Regions from separate parts of the Sus scrofa genome. Here region 2 is linked to region 1. The links are chromatin contacts, called in public Hi-C maps. All regions are on one chromosome and are shown on one strand. Each heading gives the region's core, a stretch centred on a gene start, on an enhancer-like site or on the middle of the called end of the contact. The rest is flanking DNA. Distances are from core to core; before and after follow the strand shown.

Evidence for each region. Hi-C and Micro-C count contacts between places; a contact is called where the count stands out from the background.
Region 2: a Hi-C map of alveolar macrophages shows a contact between it and region 1, with 2.0 times the contacts expected there. The contact joins the promoter of SUSD1 here to the enhancer-like site in region 1. A contact is called at or near these places in 2 of 5 promoter capture datasets (fetal liver and fetal skeletal muscle), 8 of 47 Hi-C or Micro-C datasets (alveolar macrophages, blood, embryonic fibroblasts and 3 more) and 2 of 2 datasets of contacts at active chromatin or transcription factors (alveolar macrophages and skeletal muscle).

The regions. Positions count from the first base shown.
Region 1 is chr1:252,882,888-252,885,866 of Sscrofa11.1, reverse strand. SUSD1 (sushi domain-containing protein 1) reads left to right here. Exons shown (of 16, transcript XR_002337296.1): 10 at 725-917. Among named protein-coding and RNA genes, the nearest start is that of SUSD1, 72 kb to the left of the region's middle. Within about 2 kb of position 1,411, at least 22 of the 83 cell types and tissues checked have an H3K27ac peak or open chromatin away from gene starts, as enhancers often do. A contact at or near this core is called in alveolar macrophages, embryonic fibroblasts and fetal liver, where this site is marked.
Region 2 is chr1:252,955,033-252,958,011 of Sscrofa11.1, reverse strand. It overlaps SUSD1 (sushi domain-containing protein 1), which reads left to right and starts at 1,499. Exons shown (of 16, transcript XR_002337296.1): 1 at 1,499-2,022.

The DNA.
Region 1 (2,979 bases), core at 162-2,661:
GGTTGCAGACGCGGCTCGGATCCCGAGTTGCTGTGGCTCTGGTGTAGGCCGGTGGCTACGGCTCCGATTCAACCCCTAGCCTGGGAACCTCCATATGCTGCAGGAGCGGCCCAAGAAATAGCAACAACAACAACAACAACAAAAAAAGACAAAAGACAAAAAAAAAAAAAAAAAAAAAGTCTGTTCCATGAGGCTTGTCTATGGATTGCTTATGAATAAAAGGAAATGAAAAGAGAACTCCCTGGCGGCAGGTTAAGGATCTGGCGTTGTCTCTGCTGTGGTGCAGGTTTGACCCTAGTCTGTGGTCTGGAAACTTTTGTATGCCACAGGCACAGCCAAAAAACAACAACAACAACCAAAAAACCCTTTAAAATTAAAAAGTAAAAAGACAAGAAATTAAGAGAATTCTGCCCAGAAACTCAGTTCAGTCTCCTTCACTTGAGTTGGCTCAAGGGATTATGTAGAATAGCCTGACATTTCGTCCATCTGAGATGTTACACGTTTTAAGTTTAGTCTTGTAGCTGGTGGAGGGGGAGGTGATCGGATGGGTAGGATAGCTTTGTCAAGTCCTCCCCTAGTTTAGCTTGCTATTGTATTAAAAATAATTCTGTGTGGGTGAGGACAAGTAGAAGCAACCTTTTTGCTGTCTTTCTTTGAGCTTATAGACTATACATTTGGAAACCAGAGAAATTTAAGGCATCCCTTTCTTTTAATCTCATGACAGTTTAAAGTTCTGGGTCAAAGGCAGTATCTGAATAATTTTTATCACTCAACATCATTTAACTTCACAACGAGGGAACGAGCTGCCGTCCTGTGTTTAGATCTGTATCCGGCAACTGATTACACAGTGAATGTCACCCTCCTGGGATCCCCCGAGCGGCACTCAGTGCAAATAACGACAACCACCGCACCAGCAGGTAGGTGTAGATGTCTTTCTGTATCTCAGAACAACGAGTTAAGGGTATGTATTAAACTGCACAATGTGAGGGAGCATCAAGGAGGCTGGTCTTGGAGTCAAGAGACCTGGGTTCTAGTTCTAACAAACTACCAACTTTGTCTGGGGTGCAGGGTGCCTGCATCTCACCACCTACCCCTTTCCCCATAGGGGCTCTGGCTCAGAGAAGGTCTAGACCAGGAGAGGACTGCTCTCTGCAGGACTCCCTGGGAGTGATGGGTTGAGAATCCTGTCCGGCTTCCTATCTCTCACCCCAAATTTTAAGACAGCTGAACCCTAAGCGTAGTCATTACCGACAACTGGAGACAACTTCCAGGAGATCAGAAATGTGAGCTGCACTGAATCGAGCAGGGTAGGACAGAGAGGCTCCTGTGTGGGTTTGTCGGGCACATTCACCTAACACAGAGAACAGTGACGTGGCCCAAAAGCGGGTCAGTCTTCTTCCCCTTTGGTTGGTGAGGAAGCCTTCAGAGGCGGCTGCGTCAACTCCACAGCGCCCCCTAGTGGGGAGGGATGCAGCCGTCTCCCCAGTTTCTTTTGTTCTTTAATCAGTTGGGTTTGACAGGCAAATTTATGGGCAACCAGGCAGAGAGGCTGCCTCCTCTGAAGGAAAACAGTGGAATAGGATAAGTCTTACTTCTGCCTTCCCAAGGCCCTTCTCCTGTTCACCAGTGACCTTCATTGGTCAAGAGTGGGCACTTTGGTCTTTGTACTTGGAAGCCTCTGAAATATAATAGACACTAATGAAGGCCATGCAGCACTAGAGGCTGCAAATCCACTCCATTCTATTTTCCAACCAGATTATGCCTTGTATCAGATCGTGTCTTATATCAGCCGAGGTTGCACAATGAATACCTCATGTCTGCATAAACCTAGCCCCCTACGACACTTCCAGCTACTCGTGATTTGACTGTATTCCCTCCAATGATTAAATCCTCAGAGGAATTAAAGTCTAAAAATAACACCCACCTCCCCATGTAGATTAAAGTGTGAAGGCGCTAATGTCCCGGGTTCTTTCCTCCTCAATGTCTTCTCTGTGAAGCCTGTGTCAGAGGGGCCTCCCTGAGATGGAGAGTGTGTTCTGGCTGTGACAGTCTAGGAATCTTGTTTAGTAATAGATGTTACTCCTGAGATACCGCCAACATTGAATTCCAAGTTTCATTTTGCCATTTCTCAACATGAGTCCCAGAGATATAAAACCGAGAAAAGCAGAAATTATTATTATTATTGTTTTGTCTTTTTTTGCCTTTTCTAGGGCCGCTGCCACAGAGGTTCCCAGACTAGGGGTCGAATCGGAATTGTAGCCGCCAGCCTACACCACAACCACAGCAACACGGGATCCGAGCCGCATCTGCAACCTACACCACAGCTCATGGCAACGCCAGATCCCTAACCCACTGAGCGAGGCCAGGGATCGAACCTGCAACCTCATGATTCCTAGTTGGATTCATTAACCACAACGGGAACTCCGAAAAGCAGAAATTATGTGATAGGTGTACAACATTGTGAATGTACTAAAAATCACTGAATTGTATACTTTGAGTGGTTAACTTTTTTAGCTAAGCGAAATAAGTAATATTTATTTTACAGGACCTTTCTTTTAAAATAATACTGACGTGGTCGCATAAGCCAGTTTCATTTCAGTCACTGTTTTAATTACATATACTAATTAAAGACATATTGGGGGATTTTAGAAACAGTTATCTAGGCATGCCATAAGGTTTTATAGCTGACATAAAGTGGTTCATTTTATGTCGTGAGAATTTCATCTCAATTTGAAAAAAAAAATACGATGGGTTAATATGTTCTCCTTGCACCTGGGCCTCTGTCACCTTCTGAGTGATCCGTTACATGACATAAGGCAAGTAAAATGTTTAAAACAGCTCCTGGCACATAATAATGACGATGACAATGTGAGCTGTGATTATCGAACACTAAAGGTGTCCAGGCATTGTTCAAGGTGCCATCCTTGGGTCAAAGCGCCATCCTCGGGTCAACCCAAACCTACCCAACCTTTTGAGGAA
Region 2 (2,979 bases), core at 250-2,749, 72 kb before region 1:
ACTGAGTTGCCATGCTGTACCATAGAAAAAAAATTGTATTGGGGAAATAACAATAAAAACAAATAATATATGTACATGTACATATTTATATACTTATTTTAATCAATTAATTGATTCTGCAGGGAGGCAAGGCAGAGAAGGAGAGGTATATAGGTGGGCTTAAAAATGTCTTTTTTTTTTTTTTTTTTTTGGACTGTGCCCAGTGCATGTGGAAGTTCCTGGGTTAGGGATCAAACTCTTTCCAGAGCAGTGAGCAGTGACCAAGGTGGATCCTTAACCCACTGCGCCACAAGAGAACCCTAACAATGTCTTAAATGAATGTATTTTTGTTGAAACAATTACATTATTTCAAAGTTCATGAAGGTTAACCAAAAACTGTCTAAATACTAGGAGACAGGCTGCAGTCCTGGAACTGTCTATCTCCTGCTCCCCTAAGCAGGCTCCTATCTTTGCTGAGCAAAAAACAATTAGCAAGAAACCTGCTGCAAAAGGGCTTAGGAATTTTATTTTTAACTACTTCTTTTTAAGGCTGCACAACAAGTTTAGCCCTTATATGGGTGTGTTCATGGGTGGTTAGGGTTAGAGCAGGGGGGTGGGTGGCACAGAGAGAAAGCAAGTGAGGATGGGAGTGAAGCAGTGGGGGGCCCTGTTTTGAGGGATCCCCAAGACATCCCAAGCTGAAAGCCTTCAACCTGGAACTTATTTTTCTTCCCCTTGCAGCCTCTCCCTACCCCCTTTGTGTTTCTATTTCAGTGACTATTTCACCATCAACCCAGTTGCCCAAATCAAACGTTTAGGTGACATCTGTAATTTCTCCTTCCTTGTCTACCACATTCTACTGGTCATAAAAGCCAGTGGAGTCCACCCAGTACCACTCTCATTTGTCACTTCTCTTCCCACTCATGGCCAGTGCCCTGCTCCCAGACAAGTGCTCCCTTGCCTGGATCTCTGCAGCAGCTCCAGGCCGACCCCCTGCCTCCCCAACCCAAACCCGATCCCACACAGTGGACCCTGGGAGCCTTTTCTGATGAGGTCACTCTGCTTAAAGCCCCGTGACAGCTTCTCCGCAACCTCCTTTACTTGGTACATGAGGTCTTTATTTCCACAGCTCACTGCCTCTCTCCAAGGGTCCTTCGCACTTTGAGGAGGTCCTGCTCCCCATTTCTAGAATCGCCTTTCACCGCTTAGATTCCTCTCCTGCTCTTCTCACCCTCAGGTCTTCGCTTACTTGTTCCTAAGGCCTCCCTGAGTCCCCAAGCTCAGTGGCCTCTGAGCAGCAGGAACTCCTGCCAGCTCTGTCGCCTCTGACAGTCTTGTCGCTTGGTCGTGCCTGTCGCCCCTGGGTGGCCTGGACCGGCAGCTTCTCGCCCTCTCACTTTGCTCTTGTAGCTCCAGACACTTCACCTTAGTTCTCTATCAGCTCCTGGAAAATTCCTCCTCTTTCTGCCCCTCACCTCTCTTCGTTTGCCCCCCAGGGGGTACCTCCCTGAGCCCCCGACCGGCTGGGATCCCTCGATCGTTCCGCACGCTTAGAGTTCGGGACATCTCCTCCTAGCACAGTCCGGGACTCTATATTCAGCTGTGTCATTAGGCTGGACCTGCCGGGTGTCCCCGGGCCCCCAGCGCGCCAGACGCGCAGCAGGTGCACTGCCGCCGGGTGTAGGAGTGAGGGAGCCGAACGAGCGTTCCCCCGGCGCGCAGCCTTGGTGGGGGTAGGAAGGCCGCACTCGCAGTCGCCGCCCCCCACCCCCACCCCCACCCCCGGGACCCCGCGGCGCCCTCCGCTCCCCCACGCGGCGCCGGAAGCGGCCCGCCCGTCCCCCTCCCCGGGGCGCCCGCCGCCTTATCTCGGCGCCTCCGGGCCGCAGGAGGAGTCGCGGGCGCGCGGGGTGGGAAGTGGCGGTGGTATGGCCCGGGGGCCCCGGGGCGCGGGCTTCCCGCCTGGCCGCCTGCTGTCGCTCCTGCTGCTGCTGCTGCTGCTCTGCCTGGCCCGCGGCGCGCCCCGGACGCCCGGCGCAGACGGTGAGTGCTGACAGGGAGCGCGCGCGGCGCCGGGGGCGCCCTCGGCCTGGCCCCAGACCCAGCCGGGCGCGCCCCGGACGCTCCTCCGCCCCTGGGCTGGGCGGGCTTGGAGCCTGGGCTTGGGGCGCAGGTCGGGGATCGAGAGGGCGGGGCTCCGACAAGCGGGAGGGCCTCCCGGGCGACTTCCCCGCCCCCGTCCCGGGGCCTCGGGGCCACTGTGGACGACAAGGGCGCGGCGGCCCGGCCTGCTGCCCCGGGAGGACCTGGCGCGAACTGGGGCTGGGCGCGAGCTGGGGGCCCCGGGAGAGCCGCACCCACTCAGCGAGGGCGTGGAAGGGCGTTCCGCTTGCACTGTCACGCTTCCGGCCCCGCTGTGGCTTTGAGGGACAAATTCTTGACCCGAAGCAATTTTCTTTCTACCTTTTAAGTTTTTACCTTTGATGAAGAACCAGATGCTAATATGGTGAGAAAGAAGTGTAAGGAACTTTAGGGGAATAAAGCATTCATTAATTAGTTCATGTATTCAACAGATGAATGATCCTTGAATAGTTTCTGTGTGAGGGATGTGAGGTCGCGGTGCTGGCCCTATTCTGGGGAAAACAGACAAGCAAATAATCCATTTCCTGGCAGTTGACGTATTTTTTTTTTTTTTTTCCCTCTTTTTAGGACCGCACCCGTGGCATATGGAGATTCCCAGACTGGGGGTCGAATCCCAGCTGTAGCTGCCGACCTACGCCACAGCCACAGCAACGCAGGGATCCGAGCAGCGTCTGTGACCTACACCACAGGTGGCCTTATGACCAGATCCTTAACCCACTGAGCAAGGCCAGGGATCGAACCCGCGTCCTCATGGATGCTTGTCAGGTTTGTTAACCACTGAGCTACCAGGGGAACTCCTTGATGTAGTTTTTAATGCCCCCTGCAGAATGCAGTGTGGAATGTGGTAGGAGTTACACG